Linked DNA regions of Mus musculus: all the other regions are linked to region 1. A link is a contact called in public Hi-C and HiChIP or PLAC-seq data. All regions are on one chromosome and are shown on one strand. Each heading gives the region's core, a stretch centred on a gene start, on an enhancer-like site or on the middle of the called end of the contact. The rest is flanking DNA. Distances are from core to core; before and after follow the strand shown.

What was found. Hi-C and Micro-C count contacts between places; a contact is called where the count stands out from the background. HiChIP or PLAC-seq counts read pairs in DNA pulled down with a chosen protein or histone mark.
Region 2: an H3K27ac HiChIP or PLAC-seq map of stem cell-derived neural progenitor cells shows a contact between it and region 1. The contact joins the enhancer-like site here to the promoter of Nckap5 in region 1. A contact is called at or near these places in 1 of 484 Hi-C or Micro-C datasets (stem cell-derived neural progenitor cells) and 5 of 115 datasets of contacts at active chromatin or transcription factors (astrocytes, cardiomyocytes, neural progenitor cells and 1 more).
Region 3: a contact with region 1 is called in a Hi-C map of neural stem cells, with 5 times the contacts expected there. The contact joins the enhancer-like site here to the promoter of Nckap5 in region 1. A contact is called at or near these places in 3 of 39 promoter capture datasets (3T3-L1-derived adipocytes, embryonic stem cells and second pharyngeal arch cranial neural crest), 2 of 484 Hi-C or Micro-C datasets (the N1E-115 cell line and neural stem cells), 1 of 115 datasets of contacts at active chromatin or transcription factors (cardiomyocytes) and 2 of 9 other capture datasets (adipose tissue and liver).

The regions. Positions count from the first base shown.
Region 1 is chr1:126,828,891-126,833,762 of GRCm38.p6, reverse strand. It overlaps Nckap5 (NCK-associated protein 5), which reads left to right and starts at 3,131. Exons shown (of 17, transcript NM_001081756.1): 1 at 3,131-3,446.
Region 2 is chr1:126,681,973-126,686,274 of GRCm38.p6, reverse strand. All of the region lies in intron 2 of Nckap5 (NCK-associated protein 5), which reads left to right. Among named protein-coding and RNA genes, the nearest start is that of Nckap5, 150 kb to the left of the region's middle. Within about 2 kb of position 2,059, at least 66 of the 459 cell types and tissues checked have an H3K27ac peak or open chromatin away from gene starts, as enhancers often do. A contact at or near this core is called in astrocytes, neural progenitor cells and stem cell-derived neural progenitor cells, where this site is marked.
Region 3 is chr1:126,604,566-126,608,842 of GRCm38.p6, reverse strand. All of the region lies in intron 2 of Nckap5 (NCK-associated protein 5), which reads left to right. Among named protein-coding and RNA genes, the nearest start is that of Nckap5, 220 kb to the left of the region's middle. Within about 2 kb of position 2,247, at least 9 of the 459 cell types and tissues checked have an H3K27ac peak or open chromatin away from gene starts, as enhancers often do. A contact at or near this core is called in neural stem cells, where this site is marked.

The DNA.
Region 1 (4,872 bases), core at 1,882-4,381:
TTTCTTACATAAGTAGTGTATTTACATCATTTCCATACTCCTTCTTCCACTTCCTCTAACCCCAGTGACATACTTCCTCCTGCCAGGCTGTATCTCCCAAATTTCCTGAAACAGTATCAGCAACTGAGGACCAAGTGTTCAGATCTCCAAACCAAAGCACACCATTTCATATTTAAACCACCACACTGGTCAACCAGTCTAACAGAGTCTGTGAGTCCTACGTTCAGTGACGCCGCCGAGATCCTGTTTCAAAAATTAAGGCTGAGAGCAACTGAGGAAATGACTCATGTTGACCTTTGGCCTCTACATGCACACAACATGCATGTACAACTGAACGTGTACACAAAGAGACACAAAGTAGGAACATGCATAGCAAAAGAAAGCATACGCATACAAACTCAATTCTGTGAGTGAATGTATATGTGCATGTCCCTTGTGTGTGTGTACACATGCGTGTATGTGCCTGTGTATGATTATTTTCTTGCTTCAAATGTCCTTTAAAAAATAATAGAATCAGTTAATCTCTAAAATTCTCTTTCTGGAATGCTGATCTATTTGCTTATTAAACACTGAGACCAAACATTTACAAGTCCAGGTAAGAGACTCAAGATAGCAGAGACGGGAAGTGCTTGACATCAGAGAGCAAGCCCTCTCTTACAGAGATAAGGCTTTCTGTATGCCTTCTGATAAGCCAAGGAAGGCTACCACCCAGGCTTCAGGTCTTGGAGAGCACTCCAGGGGTTCCTGCTCTCTGAAGAGCTTGAGAGTTATTGGAATTCACAGTGGTGGGCCAGTGGTGTGTTTGGGTTTGGCAAAGTTAACCACAGTTAACTTTAAGTTAATTTGGAAAAAGAAGGTGGCTAGTTATGCAGTGGATCTTTCTGCCCATAGAATAACTAAGTGGGAGCTGACTGTATGGGGACAAAGACTCTCCGAACCTACCAGATGCAGTGCAGTGATGCATCCCACCAGGGTAAACTGCATACAACACATAGATCACCATCTTACCAATGACTGCGGGGATGGGGTGGCATTCTCCATCTTAGACCTCTGCCCACCTAGCAGCAATGCATTGAGTAAGGCAAAGGTATGGTAAGCACTTGTCATGCACGATGTTGTTGGCTCTTCCCTATGTTTTAAAATAGCAATCCTGTGTTTAACCTCATAGATGGCTACTGTTTCTCTCAGGTGTTGCTGCCTGTCTTCCAGTCCCAAAGCAAAGTGAAATCACAGGGCCCCTTGTTCAGTTAAGGAGACAAGAATGACAGGAGAAGAGCCTGGGAGACGGGTCATCAGGTAAAAGCCCTTGCCGAGCCTGATGAATCTGATCCTGGGACCCACACAGTGGGAGGAGGGAACTGGCATCCTCAAGTTGTCTTCCGACCTCTACGTGTACACACAATATGAACAAATAAATGTGATATAAGAATGATGTTAAAAGAGAGCACATTAACACACACACAAGCCCTTGCAGGGAACAGGGCTCTACAGGGCTATGAAGATTGCATATCCATGAGGCTGGCCCAGTCCTCTCTTTCAGCCTTCTCTTTAACTTCCCCGTGTGCTGGGTTTTGCCTCTGAGCAGTTCAACAAATCGTCCTGAACGATGCACACATACATCACCCTTCCTCATGTTCCGTCTTGTTGAGAACCACAGACAGTTTTATTAACATGAAGGAAAGGCAGAGTAATGAATGTATGTGTCAGTGTTTCCTGGCTCACATTTTCCATTGGAGAAGAATACTTGGGGTGCTTGCCTCGTTCTAGGTACCCCACTAAAGGCAGGTGCTCTGAAGGAGGGAGGTCATTAGGGCAACCCAGAAAGCCTGGGATTTTTTAATCTGTAAGCCCACTTGAGATATACCAATAAATCAGCCTCCTGGAAAATCAGCAGTCTAGAAAAAATGTGAAGGCTCTTCCATTTATCTCTTGTTTTATCTGACTTATGGTTTGCTTTGTTATTCTATTTTTTGAGACATTTATGCATAAGTGTTTGTTATCTACTGTTTAATGTCATAATCTGCCTAAGCTATCATTTTTTTGAGTAACATTTTTTGTATGTATATGTGAGAGAGAGTTCACACTCGCACTTGTGTGAGTATATGCATGCCCATATATATATGCATATATATATGCAGAGGCCAGAGAAGGAAGCTGGGAGCTCTCCTGTACCTCTTTCTGCTTTCATCTCGTGACATGGGGCAGCCAGCAAGCCCCAGCTACCCTCCTACTGAGATTAGAGGTGTACAGAACCACACACGGCTTTTTATGTGTCTTCTAAGGATTTGAACCCAGGTCCTATTGCTTGCCTAGCAAATGGTCTGACCCATCCAAGCGATCTCCTAGACTCTTCTTCACTTGTAATATTTTAAATTCTAATCAGGCTTATAAACACTGTGCGCTGATGATTATCTATTTGGATTCACGGAGAATTTATTTGAAGCTGGATCTAGCTGAGAGGTCACCAAGAAAGAAAGAACTTGAATAACTGTCTTTCACTCGGGAAAATATCTAGTGTGGGTTCTGGCTAATGAATGAGGGTGGAAAAGTGCTATGCATCTCAGGGGCTCTTTGAAAGTGAAAATTACTTGATTTAGCTTTTCAGGAAAACCAAATTATGCATATGTCCCTCCTGTAAGGCTGTACAAAATCAATGTTTGTAGAGAGCAGAACAGGGGCCGTAATAAGTCACCCCTTTCAGAAAGTACTCCCCTACCTGCAGGGATTCCCGCCCCCTTCGTTTTGGCTTTTTTTAGATGAATGAAGAATTTTCTCCACAAATTATTAATTATTCCATCTTGGCTATAGAACTCCGTTCCTTGTAGTTCAGTAGGAGTCAGTGCTATTCAAACTGCCGCTTTTGATGAAGTAATCGTCCGCTTCTGGGGCCTCTTTTCAGCTGCCCTGGGCGTGCGTCCCATGTAAACGACTGCCAAATAGATTCTTTCGACATTCCAGCCAATTAAAATACATTTAAAGTGCAGCTGGTGGAAAGGCAAGCCGGGCGATCCCGATCACGAGGAGAACTTCGGGGCAGTGAGATAGAAAAACAAACTTTGGGGCTCCCACGAGGCAGCGGAGAAGTCAGAAAAGGGAGCTAGCTACCTCTCACGCTACCCTCCAACCAGAGATGACACCTGGATCCCCACCTTAAAAGACACCAAGGAGGGAAGCCTGCTTGGGAGGGTGTGAGTTTTTCCTCTCTCTTGTTGCCTGTGGAAGCTGAGTGTTGGCTCGGTGCCCGGTGTGGTACTGCATTCAAACGCCCGCAGAACACAGGCGTGTTTGTTAAGCAAGCCAGTGATCAAAAACTCCTACAGGAAGATCCGAGAACCCCCCAGGAGCCCTCCTGGGTAGCACTAGGACTTTGGATGGAATGAGACAGAACCCCGGAGCAGGCTAACGGTGGCGGAGCAACCAGCTGGCCTGTCTGCTATGCCTTTTAGGTAAGGATAGAACTTTTCTTTGCTTCGCTTTTTGTCCCACTGCGTGTGGACTTTGATGTGGAGAATTAAGGTTACTGTGCTCAGCAGGAGCAGTGCAGTGGTCTGGACTTCTGATTTGCAGGTCTGCGTGATTTTTCTGGAGGACTCCGAGGAGGAGCCACTCAGTGTAAATACATCCAGGCATCGCTCAGCACGTGCAGGCTGCGTTGGCACTCACCATGGTGCCTTTGCGCGTGTGGCTCCCTGCTATTTTCTTCCGGTGCTTGCTTTGCGAGAATCCAGGTGTGTGGGGTTTCACAGTGAATTGCTTCCTCCTCGGAACCTGTAATTGCTGTCTAATGCCTGTTTGAGTTTTAGTTCCCATTTCTTGTCGCTGTTGTCTCCTTCCTGTGGTACCAGCGCCACACCTGTACAATCGAGCAAAGTTTACTTGGTTCTCTCTCTCTCTCTCTCTCTCTCTCTCTCTCTCTCTCTCTCTCTCTCTCTCTCTCTCTCTCTCTCTCTCTCTCCCCCTCCCTCCCTCCCTCCCTCCCTCCCTCCCTCCCTCCCTCCCTCCCTCCCTCCCTCCCTCGCTAATATCCAAACAAACCTAAGCATTTTGCTTTCCTAAAGAAAAGCCAAAATGTTTGGAAATGTCTTGGTAAATCTTGATTCTTTTTTCTGCTTCTGGAGTTGTTCCTTCACGGGCTTTCAGTTCAAGCTTTTCTTGGGCTTCAAGGAAACAGGTACAGCCCTGATATCTTGGCGCTGCTGTTCAGTCAGCTCCCAGCTCAGGGGTCCCAAGCTCCTGCCCAGTTCATACAGCTGAGAACACCAAGCAGATGTATAATTGAGCACTGGGCATCAATTCCTACCCACCAGTTGCCAGATGAAAGATGTTCAAGGATCTTGACTGTTTCCTATCTCTGGTTGTCATGGTTGGCTCATTCTGGCTTTGACTTTGTTCGCCGTGAACAAAGAATCTCGCACGTTTCACGGTGAGGGATTGTGTTGCAGAGACCTGAGCGCTGCTAAATGTGCTTTATTAATCTCTAACGTGCCAGTAGCTCAGAGCCCATGCCAAGTAGAGACTTTCCAAATTTTTTGGAGCTACCTGCTGCCAAGATAAACAGCGGTTGGCCCCAGGAGGGGTATTTTAAGGGATCTTGCAACAGCAAAGTTTTACCCATTAAGAGTGGCGAAAGTCAATGAAGGAAATACTGAATAGAAGAAGTTTCAGGGAAAAACCTGACTCAGCTCTCTACCCATTGAATGGACCCAGTGGAGAGAGTCCATCCTCTCATGAACAAAGGACTCTGGGTTTCCTGTGGGCAGGCAGTGACTTTGCTATATGTACACATAGAGCTCTGTTTATGATAGAGGTGAATGGAGACATTCGTGAACACAGATACTTTCCCTGCCTGTGGCAGTGCCAGAACTTGGAGGG
Region 2 (4,302 bases), core at 810-3,309, 150 kb after region 1:
TGGAGGGCAGGAAAAACATCAGGAGCAAGACCCTGCTTCTAGGAAGAGCCATTATTGCTACCCTTAGGCAATACTTACTCTTTCCTAATAGCCAGCTGGCAGGAAACACTACTTTAGGTGGAGGGACCATTGCCAGTGGTGTCTCCAGCAGCAACAGGTCAGACTGTAGGCACTCTGTGAGCTCTAGTCCCTTAGGGTGGCTACCATTGCTGAGTCCATTTGGAAGTCAGATGGACAGGGGCCAGTGCAAGGAAGGGAAGTGTGAAAGGCAGATTCACTCAGATGGGCTAAGAGAAGCAACCTGTGCGGAGATGAAAAGCAAGCATAGACAAGTTTAAGTGTGTGTGTGTGTGTGTGTGTGTGTGTGTGTGTGTGTGTGTGAGAGAGAGAGAGAGAGAGAATGAGAGAGAGAGAGAGTGAGAATGAGAATGCATGTGTGCCCATATTCAATTAGCTGTGGAAACAATGGAGCAGCCTTGGATATCTTCCTTGGTGGCAGCTGCTCTCCACTTTTGGTGCAGGGTCTCTCACTCTCACCTGGAAATTGCTAGTTTACCACTTTGCCTGCTGAGCCATCCCAAGTCAGGTGACCAGAGCGGGTAACAGGTGGCAGGCAGGGAGGTGGCAAGATATGACCCTATCCCCATAGTTTGTTGAGACATGGTCTCATTATTCAACCCCGACTTTCCTAGATTTTTACTATGTGGAGCAGGTTACTTGTGAACAGAGATTTGCCTACCAATACATGAGTGCTGGGATGAAGGGCTACCTCTGTTTCCTGAGAGTGCTGCAATTGAAGGCAGGTATCACCACACTCAATAGTCAATAGTGGTGTTTCAGCCTGTCACCTTGGAGTATTTGTCAGAACTCACGTCCTATGCTCCTGTGTTACGGTGTTTTTTCCTGCAGGGTCCCTGATGAAGATGCCTGGTGCAGAGCTATGTGCCCATTTATGGCACTGGCTATATAAGAGGGTGGGCTAGTAGACTGGTCACTTCATTAAAATCTAAATTCTTGGGCCGGAGATATGGCAAGTATGGTTAAAGCAGTTGTCAACTGAGCTCAGATGCCCAATATCCTCCCAGTATCCTCCTAGTATCCTCCCAGTATCCTCTTAAGAAGCCAGGTATGGTGGCAGATGTTTGTAATCTGCTGTGACAATGGAGATGTGAGACTGGCTGGTGCCTAGGGCTCACTAGCATACACAGCGACCCTTGGGGGATTAGAAGCCCTGTCTGCACAAAGGTTGATGGTTTCTGAGTAGCAATAACCTAAGTCATCCACTGGCTTCCATATGCAAGTGCACACATAATGCATATAAACACTATGTGCACCTTCACACACATGAAGGCAGTCACGCGCACAATTATAAATAAGAAAGCTAATAAATACCTTGTACAGATGTGCTTGGCTGAAGAACCCAACTACATTAGATATACATGCCTCTGCCTGTATGAGCTTGGCCATCTTACCTGCCTTCTCTGGGCTTCCACACTCTAATTTGTAAGCACACCAAATTGTCTCTCCCTCCATGGGCAAGTAGAAGAACCAAAGAAAGATGATAACACCCAGCATATGCAGTTCTGTGCCTTGCTTGCCCTCTTTGTAGTGTAAACCCAAGATGGCGAGCGGCTCACTTGGTCTGCACATAGAAGGGGATTGAGAAGACAAGTCTCTTCCCTTTGTTTAAAGCATACATGTATGGTCTGTAAGAAACAAATCAGCATAACCAGAATGCTCTCAGCCAGAAACGCCTCCTCCCGTTCCTTGCTACAGGTTGGCTCTTGCCAAGCCCAGAATTCCTTTCTTCTTACCCCAGTTGCTCAGGAGTTCCCTATTAATGACTAGGCCAGACCTTTTAATATGGAACATTGTATTTTTTTTTTTCTGGAACTTTTGGGCTTCTGCCTTCACAGCTGAATTCTGGCCAATGACTATTTATAACAGGTAATTTTATTCCAGAGTCTTCCCAAAGTGCCCAAGCACATGCACAATGACTTGCTGTGCCCTGGGTCCTGCTGAGTCTTTCTTCCCCGGGCCCCTGCTGAATCAGACTGGGCCGGGCCATGAAGCCCCTCTTTGTTTGCCTTCTGTCTTCAGTTGCTCTGAGCTCTGCCAACTTGGAGCAGTGGGAGATAGATGGATTTCGGAGGAAGGAACTGGAGACCGTTTCCCATCTAACTACCTCCCTTATTGAGGGAGGAGCAGAGGACAACGTGGAGGGGTCTAAGTGGAAAAAGCTTTCCACTACATAAAAAGAAAGAGGAAGCGGGGTTTCAGTGGCATTTTGCCAGGTTCCAGGAATGCGCCAACCCTGGGAATTGGCCCCTGGCCAGCCCCCTCAGCGGCTGCTGACTTGGGAAAACGGGCTCTTTGGTGGCTGCCAAGAATGTAGACAATGGCCTTTTGGATAGCTCAGCTTTTGAAAGTTTGGCTTTTGTTTTATTATCACCAAAGGTAACATTTATTGGGCACCTATGTATACAGGCCAAAAGATAAAACGCATGATTAGGAGTCCCTGTAACTTAACCAGGCAGAAGAGCCAGGGTCCAGGCTAATACAGAAAGCCTGCATCCAATTAGGATCTAATCCTCTACTGGGGCATGCTGCTACCTTAAATGTGAGTGCTGTGCTACCCGGGATTCTAGAATTAAAGTTGGTTTTAAGTGTTAAGCTGAGCTATAAATGAAGTAAGTTTAGTCCATTGTCATTTGGTTGAGAAAAATCTTGGTTGTAGATCAGGTGTGTCCTGATTGAAGGAAAGGAAAGATGCCAGGCTCAATGCTTGGTTTAGGACAGAGTAGCCCTGATCTACATTGAACACTATTGTCAGGAAGGGAAAGAGAGTAGCAAGTTACACACACACACACACACACACACACACACACACACAAACCTTTTAATATGTGATCTACTAGTAAGGAGTGGTGGTTATGGTATTATTATTTATCAAGATTTATTTTTTTGTGATTTATGTGAACTTTTTTTTTGGTCTGTGTTTGTGTTAATATATTCTATATGTGCGCTGGCACTCATGGAAGCCAGGTGTCAGATCCCAGGGGCTGGGGTTACAGACAATTGTAAGCCATCCAATATGGGTGCTGAGAACCAAACTTGAGTCTTCTTAGAAGAGCAGTGATTACTTTTAACTGCTGAGCCATCTCCTCAGACACTAAATGGTGTTATTTTAGCAATAACTGATTTCATCCTGTAAGGAGTCTATTGAAATGGCTCACTAGGTAAACTTGTCACATAAGCATGAGAGTCTGGGCTCAGTCCCTTCAGAAACTCTTAAAAGAGCCCAGCCCCAGCACTGGGGAGAGAGGCAGCAGGACTTGCTGGCCAGCCAGTTTTACTAAGCCCATGCAGTCCAGGTTCATTGAGAGACACTGAGAAAATAAGGTGGGGCCACAGGCGGCTAAGTGGGTTAAGGAGATTGCCTCTCAAGTCTTGTCCCGCTGAAATCCGTTCCAGGAACCCATGGAAAGGTAAAAGGAGAGAATCAGCTTCACAGAGTTGTGCCCTGATCTCTAAATGCGTACGATGGTACACATGTCCCTCCTACAGCAGCCACACACATACAGTATTAATACTAAATGAAATCAAATGGAAGGTGGAGAGCTAATAAGGAAGACATGGGATACCCAGATTCTGGCCTCCACATCTGTGGTGTATGGCACACGTGCATATACACGCATACACACACACACACACACACACACACTATATATATATATATATATATATATATATATATATATATATACACATATATATATATGTATATATACACACACACATATATACATATATATGTATGTATATGTATATGTATATGTATATATATATATATAAATTATATATGCAGGTGCACACACACACAATATAAGTACCTACTTGTATTAGGAGTACTACTACTAATAGTATTATATTGGGACGAGGTGCTGTGCTTAGACACTGGCTGCATTCACTCAGTTATCACAATGAGGGTGTAGAATAGCATCTTCATTATACCCGTGAAGAAGCTGAGTCTGGATGATTAAGTAACCTGCCCCAGATCACGTGACTCTGAACAGCAAGGTCTGTCTTCCTGCACAGCGTGTGTTGCTTGTGTCTGTGACACACACACATCTCTATTGTGTACTTTCAAAGTGAAGACTTTTCTGGCTTCTCTTTGTTGCCATGGTGATGTGTGGGTGACTCCTGGGATGCCACTGGGCCTGGTACCATAGCTTCAATGGTCATTTTACAGTGGCTTCTCTCAGAGCAGGTAGAGGCTTTTCAGCTTGGAGCCCGTCGATG
Region 3 (4,277 bases), core at 998-3,497, 220 kb after region 1:
CTTGTATAGTCAGCACTCTACTTCCTCAGGCATCTCTCCAGTGCCCTGGTGACTGTAATGAAGAGGTTTGTGGAGGCCTGGCTTGTACACGTTTCACAACCCCTGGGCAGCATTAACATACCTGATCCTACAGAGCAGCCATTGAGAGGCCGCGTTAAAGATCTTTTCAGCTGTTTGACAGTTTTGTGTTGGGGTTTCTGAACTCCACAATCATAAAATTAAATTTCTATATTTGTTTTAATTTTTTCATCAAAAAATAAAATCTTGGGCTAGCAAGCTACCTCAGTGTGTCAAGACGCTTGTCACCCAACCGTGACAGGTTGAGTTTGACCCCAGGAACCATACAGTAGAAGGAGAGAACTGACTCTGTAAGCTGTCTTCTGATCTCTTTATGTACAGACATACACATGGACACACACATACACACATACAATAAAGATAGGCAATCCTTAAAAATTAAAAAAAAATGAGAAACTTATACTATTAAACCTGTCTTTAAATACTGTTTGTTTCAAAGACTCAACTTGATCTTAAAGAATCAGAAGCTTTTTAGCTCAGAAAAACTGCAAAACCTTGGAGTTGGAGGTAGATCCCTGAATGCTAGCAAATAAATCCAGTGACTTTGGGGGTACTGTTCTGCTCTACAGCTCCTCTATAATTTCTTATTAAAACCTAAATCCCTCCCTTTATTCTATAACTATAGGTATATAAGAGATAGAAGGGGCATACTTCACATATTTTATCTTTCAAAAGGGAAGCTTCCTCAAGATTAAGGTCTAGGAATGTTAATAATATTTGCAGTTATCCTCAATAGGCCAAGAGCTGCAGTCACCAGAGTTAATAGTCACAGTGTTTGGACTTAGACCATAGAGGTGCTAAAATCTGCCAAGACTGCATGCTAAAGAGACTGAGAGAGAGAGAGAGAGAGAGAGAGAGAGAGAGAGAGAGAGAGAGAGAGAGAGTCAGAGAGAGAGAGTCAGAGAGAGAGTAAGAGAGAGAGAAAGAGAGAGAGAAAGAGAGAGTGCCAGGAATGGGAGGTGTATACCTGTTATCCTGGGGCTACAGGAGATTGATGCTAGAGGATTGCGTGTTGGTGCACCGTGGATACAAAGCAAGACCTTGTCTCACACAACACCACCAAAACAAACAAACAGAAGACCAGAGGTCATGGAACCCTTCATTCTTCTAGCCAGATGACAAGATAAATGATGCATGTCATTTCTAATTGGGTGCAGAAATCCCTGGGCGTTCAGCAATTAGTAGCAACAGCTATGCCATTTATAATGTGTGATGTTCTTAATGCCACATGTGCTATATGCTACTGCATTAAAGAGGTTCTGGAACAAAATCTAGGTTTAAAAACAGAGCCCGGGGCTGGGGAGATTGCACAGCGATGAATCAAGTATAAAGACCCGAGTTCAGAGCCTCGGAACTCACATGAAGCCAGATGTGGTTGGTATCTTACTCTTGAAAATCTGACATTCCCTCAGGGAGATGAGAGGTAGAGGCAAGGGATCCCTAGAAGTTTGAAAGCCAGCCAGCCTGGAATACAGTGGAAAACAAGAGACTGTCTCAAGCAAAGTGGAAGGTGAAGAGCTGCAGCCAAGGTGGTCCTGACTTCCATGTGTCTTGACTTGGCACATGTGCATGGCTGTAGTCATGGGAACGTTCCTGTGCACACACATCCACAAAGAATTTTTTTCCAAGAAAACAAAGAGCAAAAAGAGACACAACATGCTTGAATGTGCAGAAACTTCAGTTTCCTGACAATATCATGGTCACTGTGGACTGTCAGCATACGGGGCTCAAATCACATTCTTAGCGCTGATGGGCAGATCCTGAAGGAACTTTCTGCTTCTGATCATTGATTGACTTGAAAATGTCTGCAGCCACAACCAAGGGGTGGGCATTAGCCATGGGTCATTGATTTATATTGGAATGGTGGCAGTCTGTTAGTACTCGTCAAACCTTATCCTTAAAGTGTTGTGGTGGGCTACAGATGATGTTGGCCTTGGGAGTACTCTGGGAAGCATGCACAGAAAACTCTTCAAAAAAAATTCTTTAAAGACCCACCGGGCAATCTGCTTCTATAATCTCCCGGAGCTTGGAACAGGACCCAAATTAGATGCACAGCCATCCCTGGGCAGTGTTTTGCAATTCAAATACACCAGTACTTTCCATGACAGCCTCTCCAGGGGCTCCCCGGTGGTTGGGGTCTTCTGAGTGTTCACACATAAATGGGGATCTTTGTTCTCTGGAGCATGAAGCTGAGGGGAATTTGTATAGAAAGAGGGCTACACTAGCACACTTAAGAGCTGTGCTTTGGTGGTAAATTCAAACTTCGAAGGAGAACAAAAATGTCCCCAATGAGTAGCTCTCCAAGGCGGCGCTTAGCCGATGCAGTTAAGGTGGCAGTTTGGTGACGCCCTGTAGCTCCGCCAGTCTCTCTCCATTATTTAAGAGAGCCATGGTCCATTCATTATATGTCAGCAGCGCTATGTTGGGAGAGAAGCTCTGGAGTGGCTAGGAAGGTACATGAGAGGCCCCTGTTTACCTTTGGCCAAGCCAGTTTCAGCCTAAACTCATTCCTTTGGCCAGCGAAGAATGTGCCTTGGCCACATGGTTTCTCCTCTTCTTTATTTTAAGAATGGGTTCCAGGCTCTCTCCTTCCTGCTCCACTTCCGTTCTTATGATTCTCAGTCTCTCCTCTTCTCTGTGGCTGTGGGTGTTTGTGTACACACAGTGAGTGTGGAGGTTAGATGACTCGGGAGTCTGTTCATCCCATCCTTTCCCTGCCTTTCAGGCTTTTAAAAGAGTCTTTACTGAGCCATCCTGCTGGCTCCCAGGCAATCTCTCTATTCATTAGTTTTATGTTACTTCAGTTCTCTGAACAGTCACTTACATTTGTAGCACTAATAAGTCCATAAAAACGTCGTCAGTTTGCACCCCGGAGACACTTTTGTTCAGATGTTCAGACTTTCGTTTCCCCACCCCAGACCAGGTCTTCTGGAGCCCAGACTGGCCTCAGACTTATCAGGCAGCCAAGAATACGCCACACTTGTAATCAATCCTCTTGCCACTGTCTTGTAAGTGCCTGTAGGCATGAACTACCATACCTGATTTGTGTGAGCTGGGAATAGAGACCAGGACCTCATGCATCCTAGGCAGTCTCTCTATCAACTGAGCTACAGCCCCAGCCCCAAGATGCTCAGCTTCAGATACAGCTGGTGAGCTGACTTTTCATGAGGCCCTGTGAAGTAGCCAGTCTCTTTGGTTTACTCCCTGGCAATGGAGTCTGAGCTGAGTCTTTGAGTATAGCTCCATGTCCATGTAGTCAGCCCATCCTTTGGTTGCCAGCTCCCAATGTGGCCTAGGAGAGATGCCACTTTCAGTGTTACTGTATGGATTAGTGTCTGGTTGCTGTGACCAAGTACCTAACAGAGTATGTTAAGGGAGAAAGGGTTTATTTGGGGGCTCAGTTTGAGGGTACAGTCCATCATGGTAGGGAATCATGACAGCTAGATTTGAGGCATCTGGTCACACTGCATCGGCAGACAGGAAGATGAGAGAATTGGATGCTGGGGTTCATCTTGCTTTTTCACTTTATGCTGTCTCCCCAACCTTTGTAATGGTAGTGCCCTGACTTAGGGTGGGTCTTCCTACTTCAGTTAGCCTGATTTTAGAAATCCCCCCAGATGTCCAGGCAAGTTTGTCTCCTAGTGGATTCTAGATCCTATCAAGTTGACAGTATTAACCGTTGCAGCCACTGTCTTTGGGGGCTCTGTTCCTGGACATTCTCTCTCTCCCACACCACCCTATAAGGTGAGTCTCCCTAGGTTCTGTATCCTGATAAAACCACACAAGACTGTTTAATTTCATCTGTCTCTGAACTAGACTTTGAGGAGTGGATTTCTCATTTCTTAGCTCCTACTGCCCAGTGCAGTAGACACTCAGTCCATGTTGGCAGGAATGAATAGTGGGCACCGGGTCCTGACTAGGGTAAGCTGAAATGAATAGAGCGGGCACACCCACTCATGTCCGAGAAGTGGGGTTGAGTGCAGGTGATGTAATAGCTCTTGACGGGGTAGTTAAATATTGACAGGCAGGAGGAAGCACAGCCAAGCTGGTCACACACAGGGAAGCAAGGGCTGACAGTGCCTGTCAGATCACAGGGCTGAGGCTGAAAGTCGTTCGGGTGGCTGTGATTCGGGTGACCCAACTGAGGCAGCTCGCTGGATCTGTCTGTTGCTTCTGTAGAGGTAAGGTTGGAGTCGGCC